Regions from separate parts of the Ctenopharyngodon idella genome. Here region 1 is linked to region 2. The links are chromatin contacts, called in public Hi-C maps. All regions are on one chromosome and are shown on one strand. Each heading gives the region's core, a stretch centred on a gene start, on an enhancer-like site or on the middle of the called end of the contact. The rest is flanking DNA. Distances are from core to core; before and after follow the strand shown.

What was found. Hi-C and Micro-C count contacts between places; a contact is called where the count stands out from the background.
Region 1: a Hi-C map of muscle shows a contact between it and region 2, with 3 times the contacts expected there. The contact joins the promoter of cux1a here to the promoter of LOC127520092 in region 2. A contact is called at or near these places in 2 of 2 Hi-C or Micro-C datasets (both in muscle).

The regions. Positions count from the first base shown.
Region 1 is chr10:40,049,305-40,053,236 of HZGC01, forward strand. cux1a (cut-like homeobox 1a) reads right to left here and starts at 1,461. Exons shown (of 26, transcript XM_051907852.1): 1 at 1,237-1,461. The coding sequence starts at 1,269.
Region 2 is chr10:39,913,874-39,918,333 of HZGC01, forward strand. It overlaps LOC127520092, which reads left to right and starts at 1,837. Exons shown (of 1, transcript XM_051907888.1): 1 at 1,837-4,460. The coding sequence starts at 3,109. The coding sequence ends at 4,176. kctd7 (potassium channel tetramerization domain containing 7) reads right to left here and starts at 1,582. Exons shown (of 4, transcript XM_051907889.1): 1 at 1,149-1,582; 2 at 1-101. The coding sequence starts at 1,442.

The sequences.
Region 1 (3,932 bases), core at 211-2,710, 140 kb after region 2:
CTGTCTGGCGCAGCTTAACAGCCAATTCCGTCTTCGCTTTAAACTTAACTACTGAAGCTGAACTTTGAGTTTGCTAACTTTATAAACTTCTAGAGTCACACAAAAAGTGCTAGTAAACAATAAATGAGGTGAAATCTAAAAAGGAAGGCAGTCTAACACCTCTCTCGTTACTAAGCAATAACGTCTCGGTCCAGCACAGCGCCACCCGTGTAGCGCGACACACTTCTAAACACAAAATTATTTCAACAAACATACTATCTAAATCTCTTCAACACAAACTATTCCCAAAACATCCCGGAGATGGAAAGGAGCAGGAAAGAATCGGGAAACCTTCGGGCTCCCATTGCCAAAGTGGCCGCATCCACCTTGACCGTGATGGTTGATCGATGGGAATTGAACAAAGAGGATCAATTTCCGATCAGCGCGAGAGAGCCGCTTTAATCAATGGGCACCGAACCCGGCGAAAGAGCCGAAGCGAGAGCGACGCGCCAGCCTCTCAGCGCGACGCTCCCCGGGACCGGCTTACCGGCACACACAGCGAGTACAAAGCGAAAGGGAGCTGACCTGGAGCTGCTGCAAATCAAAGCGTTTCCAATATTGAAACATCGATCCCGCATTGGCCGCCATCTTGAGACATATTGAGACGGAATGAAAGGCTGATAGAGAGAGCGCGAGAGGGGCTGGAGTTCAGCGCGAGAGAGAGAGAGAGGCGGGGGAGCGCGCGCAAAACACGGAGCGGAGCAGATCGAACGGCGCGGGCGCGCGCGGAATGGAGTTATCGAACGAACGCCAACCTGCGATATTGAATAGGGCTACTGAAAACAATTATTGAGACCGTCCTAAATAAAAGGCAGAAAACGCGGGATGGAGTTTCCGTGTTCAATCGAGCTCCCCGTGGCGCAGGAGCGGGAGGGGGTTGCTGGATGCGTTTTATCCGTTATAAGAAGCGAGTTTATACGGTTATTGATTTTTTATTACTATAGATAGATAATGCGAGACACTGATCAGACCTGACGCGATGCGAGCAACGCGAGCGCAACGCGTAGCTTCTGTGTTTTAATGCTTCTCATGGTCAGATGAAGAATCTGCTGGCCTGTTTTTGTATTCGCACACCTGATATATTGATTTTTGATTTGGTTTTTATCTTTAATCCTATTGAAAATATATCAGATGTTCTTGTGTGTGCGCTATTGTCTTATAATGTTTTTGCTGTTTGGTGTCTATATGTCCACTTACCCTCTGTTTGTACTCTAAAACCAATACATCCATTATATTGATTTTATGGGCATTCTTGCGTGAAGAATGTGGATACGGCGATCGATAGCTTAAATAAAAAGAAACACAACCCAACTCTTCTCCATATAAATAGGCTTACTGCATAACCCAATATGCATTTTTAAATGGTAATGGACGGTGTTTAAGATGGAGGCATTAGATGGTTTGATGTTATATCATGAACCCTTGTCCGGTCGATTCCTGATGAATTGTAAATACTGCTTTTGAACTTGAACTTGGACAGTAGCGCCCTCTATCGGGTGTATATAGTATCGTCTCAACTCATTGTTCATGGTACATGTTGATGATCCAAAGTAATCGTATTAATTGTTACAATTAGTGATGATAACCAATCGCTATTTAGCCGGGTTAATTCCTGGAAACTGATTACGCTGATTACATAAATACATTATTTATTAAGTATATTATTATTATCATTATTATTAGTGGTGATATATAAATCACTATTTAGCCAACGATTCCTGGAAAGTAATTAAGTGTTTAAACAATGATAATTATAATAATAAATATTTTTTTTTACATAATAAACAGTTAGAAACACACACACACACACACACACACATATAAATAAGCCTGTATGTGTGTGTGCGCGTGCGTGCGTGCGTGTGATTAATGACAACCAATCACTATGTAGCTAATTCCTGGAAAGTGATTACCCACATTAGATAAATACATTATTTATCTAACATCAATATTTATTATTTATTATTACTATATATATATATATATATATATATATATATATATATATATATATATATATATATAATTATGAGAATTTAATATTATTTTTAATATATGGTATATGTGCAGTTCATATTATGTGATCTTTTGCTCTTTTACTGTAAAAGGTATTTAATACACTGTCCAAAACAGTGAAAATAATGCATAGAAACATTTTTTTTTTCATCCATTTAAGTTGTTGCAAAAATGTTGCTAATTTCTACCTACTTTCACAATCTTTTTAATACAGTTTTTCACTTTAACTACTTTCATTTTGCTCTTTTTAATTTTGTAGATTAGATTCAATTTTATTGTCATTGTGCAGAGTACAAGTTCAGAACCTATAAAATACAGTTCAAACCATCAGTGTAATTAGTAAAACAGTAATTAAATAAGAATGAAGAAGTGCTCATTACTATTGTACAAAATATATTTTTATAGTAGCCTACCATGCAAAAGAAAACGAATATGTATGTAAAACAATAAATAAGCCAGGAGCTATGGAAGAAAGTCAAGTGCCAAGGTTTAACCCTTAAATGAACAATGAGCAATTAACCTTAATTCATACAGCCGGATTCCAGAGTTACATTCCTATTAGTTACGTTCATCTGTAGAGCTGCCCTGATTCTCACCCTCACCACCACACACAGACACTTAAAGAGAGAGGGGGGAGTTTCAGATCAGACCCTGCAGGGCGGAGGGAGAATTGGAAGCTCGTAGAGTCCCGTGGCTCCTCATAAGTGCTCCTCCCCTCGGTTCCCTTCTCTGAGACACCAGGGGAGCCACGCAGGAGAGCCGGTCCCACTGGCGGTTTGTTTTTTCAGGCCCACTGGAGCCTCTGAGCACCCAGCCCCCCTCTCTCTCCGCCCAGGCGTGCGCACACCTCATGGGAGCACAATTAAGAGCTGTCTCTCCTGCCTGCCGAGCTGTGGAGGACTCCCTCCTCTACCCTTCCCCTTTTTTAATCAAATAAGCCTCCTCTTGAGGCTAGTCCTCGTTTAAAAAGTCGGCATGCAGGATTAGATTTTAATTATGGAGATGCAAAGACATGGCAAGTGAACATAATGAAGAGACAAGCAGAGAAGTGAGGAGGGCATTGTTCTGGGGATGTGTGTGACTGTTATCACATGCATACGTGTATGTGATGATCAATAGACAGGTGTCTGAAGTCTAGTCATAAAAAGAAATTAATTTTTACTGTAAATTACATGTAATATATGACATTTGAAATATAAATTGCTTGTATATTATAATTTTTCTGTGTAAATACGTCCATGAGGATCTAATTATAGTTGTACAGGTAATATATTTTGTAGTGGGGGAATATCATCTTAAGAAACTTACACAGAGTCTTCATACAACTGGGTAAACTGCTCCATCTGCAGGCAAACAAACTACAACCAATAGCATCACTACAATTTAAATATAAACAATGCTCAAGAAAAAGTATAAACAAAAATTAAATAAATGCAATTCCATTAGTATTCATTTTTACACTTTTATAAAACCATATGTGTGTAATGACATGGGTATTACACTGGTATTACAACGTAAATTAGGAAATTTCCTCAAAATTAAAAAAGAGAGTCCTCGAAATTGAAATGGCTTAATACCATGCTAAACAATGTTTTATTAAAAATGTAAAAATGCAAAAAGTTTTCTGTGATTGGTAGGTTTAGGGGTAGGGTTAATGTTTGTTATTTTATTACGCCTATATATATTATATATATATATATATATATATATATATATATATATATATATATATATATATTTAAATACTGTTCATCAAACAAACCTGAAAAAAAAAAAATGATCACACACTGTAAAAAGGAATTGTTGGTTTAACTTAAAAAAAGTAAGTCATCTGTTTGCCTTCAAATTTTAAGTTCATCAAAATTAAAAATTTCAGT
Region 2 (4,460 bases), core at 587-3,086:
CTAAACATGGCAGCCAGCATAGTGTCCTCATAACGGCGCAGAGTGGACAGCCGGGTGGTGAAATATGTTCCTCCTACATTTAGGGGGATGACCTCAGGAAACTGTGGGGAGAGAGAAGAAACAGAAATATCCTTTTATATTAGTCTGAATGTACACAAGATCTCAAATTTGGGTAAGAAGGTTTTAATATTTTTGAAAGAAGTCTCCTATGGTCGTCAAGGCTGGATTAAATACAGCTAAAATAATGTGCAATAGTATTACAATTTAAAATTATTTTTATTTTAATAACTTTTAGAATGTAACTTATTCCTGTGATGGCAAAGCTGAATTTTCAGAAGACATTTCTCCAATCTTCAGTGCCACATGATCTCAAGAAACATTATTATCAATGTTGAAAACAGTTGTGCTGCTTAATATTTTTTATTAAAACTGTGCTAATTTTTTTTTAGGATTCTTTTATAAATAGAAAGTTCAAAAGAACAGAGTTTATTTTAAATATAAATTTTGTGTAAGATTATAAATGTCTTTACTTGTTTTAATAAATTCCTTTCAAAAACAGATAGTGTATAACACTAATGAAAGTACGTTAATCGTTTTGCCCCAGGACTGAGACGTATATCTTTAGCATTTTCTGAACTTTTGAAACATTATCCACTAAGTTGAATGCTATTAAATGTTTACATTTTCTTAAAACCCGTTGGCAATGATAAACAAAGGTGTTGGACTAATCATATTACACATCTTGACAGGTCACTCTGGGTTTAACAGCAGTCTGCAAAACACGATTAGTTTAATCCAGCGGATATGATTTGATTGACATGTGACGTGAACCAATCAAAGGCGATGTACACCCGCCCCAATGGGATAACGGACCAATCAGATTGCAGTAATAGGGAAGAACACACGCTCAATACTTCTGTTGCCTATGGAAACGGTTATGATTAAGCGCAAAACGCTGGAAAACTACACAGTTCCTCCAGAGTATTTTTGGAGAAAAAAAAAAAAATCACATTGGGGGAAAAACGCAGATGAACGTAGACATTTTAAAGCTGGATCTATAAATCACACTGCTTTGATCTATAAATCACACAACAAACTACTCTGTGATGATAATAATAGCACATCCTCTTTAAACCTCGGGGACTTACCTCCTCAGGTGCGTCTAAGGTGCGAAGGGTCTTCCCTAGATTAAGATTAGGGACGGGTATGGCTGGTTTGCGATACTCCTCTTCCCCGGTGTCCGCACCCGACATCGCATCTCCCTGTTTATCAGTGTCACTCGCAGCCGAAAACACCACCATCACTCTCGGCTGAGGAGGGACTGTCCGCCCCTCCTGCGCGAACCTCCTCACCCGTGATGTTGCCATTTGGAGCGGAGCTGCTGCGCTAAAGGAAAGCGGAGGCGGTTCTCCGTTTGTTTCGCCTGCTCCATTATGCTGCATGCACACACCACAGCAGGGCTGATAATAGTTTAGATTAAGGCCCACACGCAGACTGTCAGCGATTGTTATGATGTCCAGGTCCGTGTATAGGAGGACGGCAGGGTAGCACAGCACACCCCGCGCGAGAGGTGTGGTCTACAGGCCGATCAGGTGGATGCGAGACTGCTTGTGTGTTCGGTAAAGCACGTACGCAAATTGCGTAGGTGACAGAGCACGGTTGGAATGTTTTTGGCTGTGTACTCCGCTACAGGCGTAAACATAAATAGAGATTTACAGACATGCGTAACTTGTGTACACGTAGTTAATCAGTCATCACTTTTATGTAGGGCAGAGTTGAAATTAGTTTATATATATATATATATATATATATATATATATATATATATATACATATATATAGTTTTAGTATTTATCCATCACGCTCTTTAAGGTCACAAAACTCTGGACTTTTGGTAGTACCTAGGTTATTCAAGTCCACTAAAGGAGGGAGAGCGTTTCGCATTTGGCTCCTAAACTCTGGAAGCCTTCATGATGATGTTCGGGGCTCAGAGACATTATCCCAGTTTAAAGGGATAGTTCACCCAAAAATAAAAATTCTGTCATTAATTATTCACCCTCACCTCATTCCAAACCCATAAGACTTGCGTTCATCTTTGGAACACAAATTAAGATCTTTTTGATGAAATTTGAGAGCTTTCTGTCACTCCAGAAAGCTGCTACCACTTTGAAGCTCATAAAGAGATTGTAAAACTAATCCATATGAATTCAGCAGTTTAGTCCAAATTTTCTGAAGAGACTCGATCGCTTTATATGATGAACAGATTTAATTTAGGCCTTTATTCACATATAATACTTATAATTACTTAATAATTACTTCAATGAGCTCATTGTTTCTGCCTAAAATTAATACATGATGTTAACTAACTGCATGATTTGTATATGTACATTTCTGAAATACATTACTTGGACACAGTCAGCTGTAATAACAGATCACTTTAAATTGTAATGTGAACACATGCATTTTCTGTAAAGCTGCTTTGAAGCGATATGTATTGTGAAAATCGCTATACAAATAAATATGAATGGAATTTAGGAAGCAGTGCATTACCAGGATAAATTAAGTGATTATGTAGCCTATGTGTCCACCAATACATTTAATAACATTTATGCTGAATAAAATTTTATTTGGGCCCTTAATTTAAATTTTACTCATTTAAATTACTTTGATTTATTGGACTAGTCATTCTGTCATGTCCACAGAGCAGCTGAAATAACTGTATTTTCAGTACAATTAAATGTCTATGGTTACATTATCTAAAAACACATTTTAGTGATTTAAAGTAATTATAGGCTATACTGATAGTTTGTCCACTGAGTTACTGTCCACTTTATGTCCTGATACTTTGACCTATAGCCTAGTACTTAAATAAATAAATAAATAAATAAAAATGCATGAATGAATAACAAAAACTGTTTCATTTTTAAAACTGAATTGTAGCAATGACCTGAATATACAGTCTATGTACAGACCATTACGTAACAACAACCTGAACGCCGCACCAATCTCTTACAAGGAAATTTTCTTCTCGCACGGCATTGGCCAAAGTTTACTCAACCTGCAAAGAAGGGCGATTCTAATTGGTCACTTTGCTGTTCACGGAAACAGATGACGGTTGGTTTAGGTGATATCTGTGCAATGGCGGAGGTCACACAGCGTATCGGGAGAGAAGCTTACAAGCTTTTAAAACCACAAAATCTCCCGCTTTTGGATAAAAACTGTAAAGCCGTCTCACAGGCAGCTTATGTTGCAGCTTTAACAAATTCAATACAGCTCTGTGAGATTCCTAATGGCCGTGTCAGAGCTGCTAAAGGACTGTGTGAAACGAGCCCGGCAGGTCTGGAGACTGCAAAAGGGAATGTAAATAGACTCTTTACCCGCTTCACGGCTGCTGATGGAGATGCACACAACTTGAAAGTGCCGTTGGACTGCCGTTCTGGAAATATTAGTAAATGGAATGACTGCCGTGGATTGACGTCTAAGGCATCTCCAGTGCACGTGCCGTCCTGGAAGAGCTTGTGTTGGGGAATACATGGAAAACTCCATAAAAAGACTCTCTATAGACTTGCAAATGCTCAGTTTATGTCTTTCACTAGAGCTTACAGTGGCACACAGAATAACGGCGGTCCAGCTGAGCCACTATACAAATCAAAGTCTGCATATTATGACATTTTGGGAGTGTCTCCATCAGCCACCCATGCACAAATCAAGACTGCTTACTATAAGCAGTCCTTCATATATCACCCAGACAAGAACGCAGGGAGCGAGGAGGCCACGTTCAGGTTCTCTCAGATCAGTGAGTCTTACCACGTCCTGGGTAATAAAGCTCTGAGGAGGAAATACGATCGAGGGATCCTGAGTCAAGCAGACCTGCTGGGATCCAGCAAACCCACTAGCAAAGAGAGTTCAGCATCAGGACAGCAGACCAGAGCCCGACACTCCCCCTCTGTTGGATCCGCCCAGCAGAAGATCTTCGACTTTGATACCTTCATCAGATCACACTATGGAGAACAGCTTCAGAGAGAGAAGCAGCTCCGGCAGCGTAGAGAAGAGATTCTCAGGAAGGAGAAGGAGAACTATGAGGATGTGAAACTGGGCAGGTTGAAGGAGTTCACTGTGGGGTTAATGCTGGCTATGGCAATCGCCATCTTACTTAGCCTAAAGTCTAGCAAGTGATTAAGATACAGGGATACTTGAAGCATATCTCTCATATTTTAACAACCAACACGCAAATATATGGTACTGATATTTCATTTTTACTTTTTTTTTTTTTTTTTTTTTCATATGGGCAGTTGCATCAACCCCCTTAAAGTTAATACATTGGCAAGATACCCATTAAAAATATAAATGTTTTTTTGCAAACAAACAAAATACCATTGTTACTACTACAAAAAAGCATATGTAGATTTCAGATGCAAAAGCCTCCAAGTGGCATCTGAAAATCTCTTCTAAAATGAGCA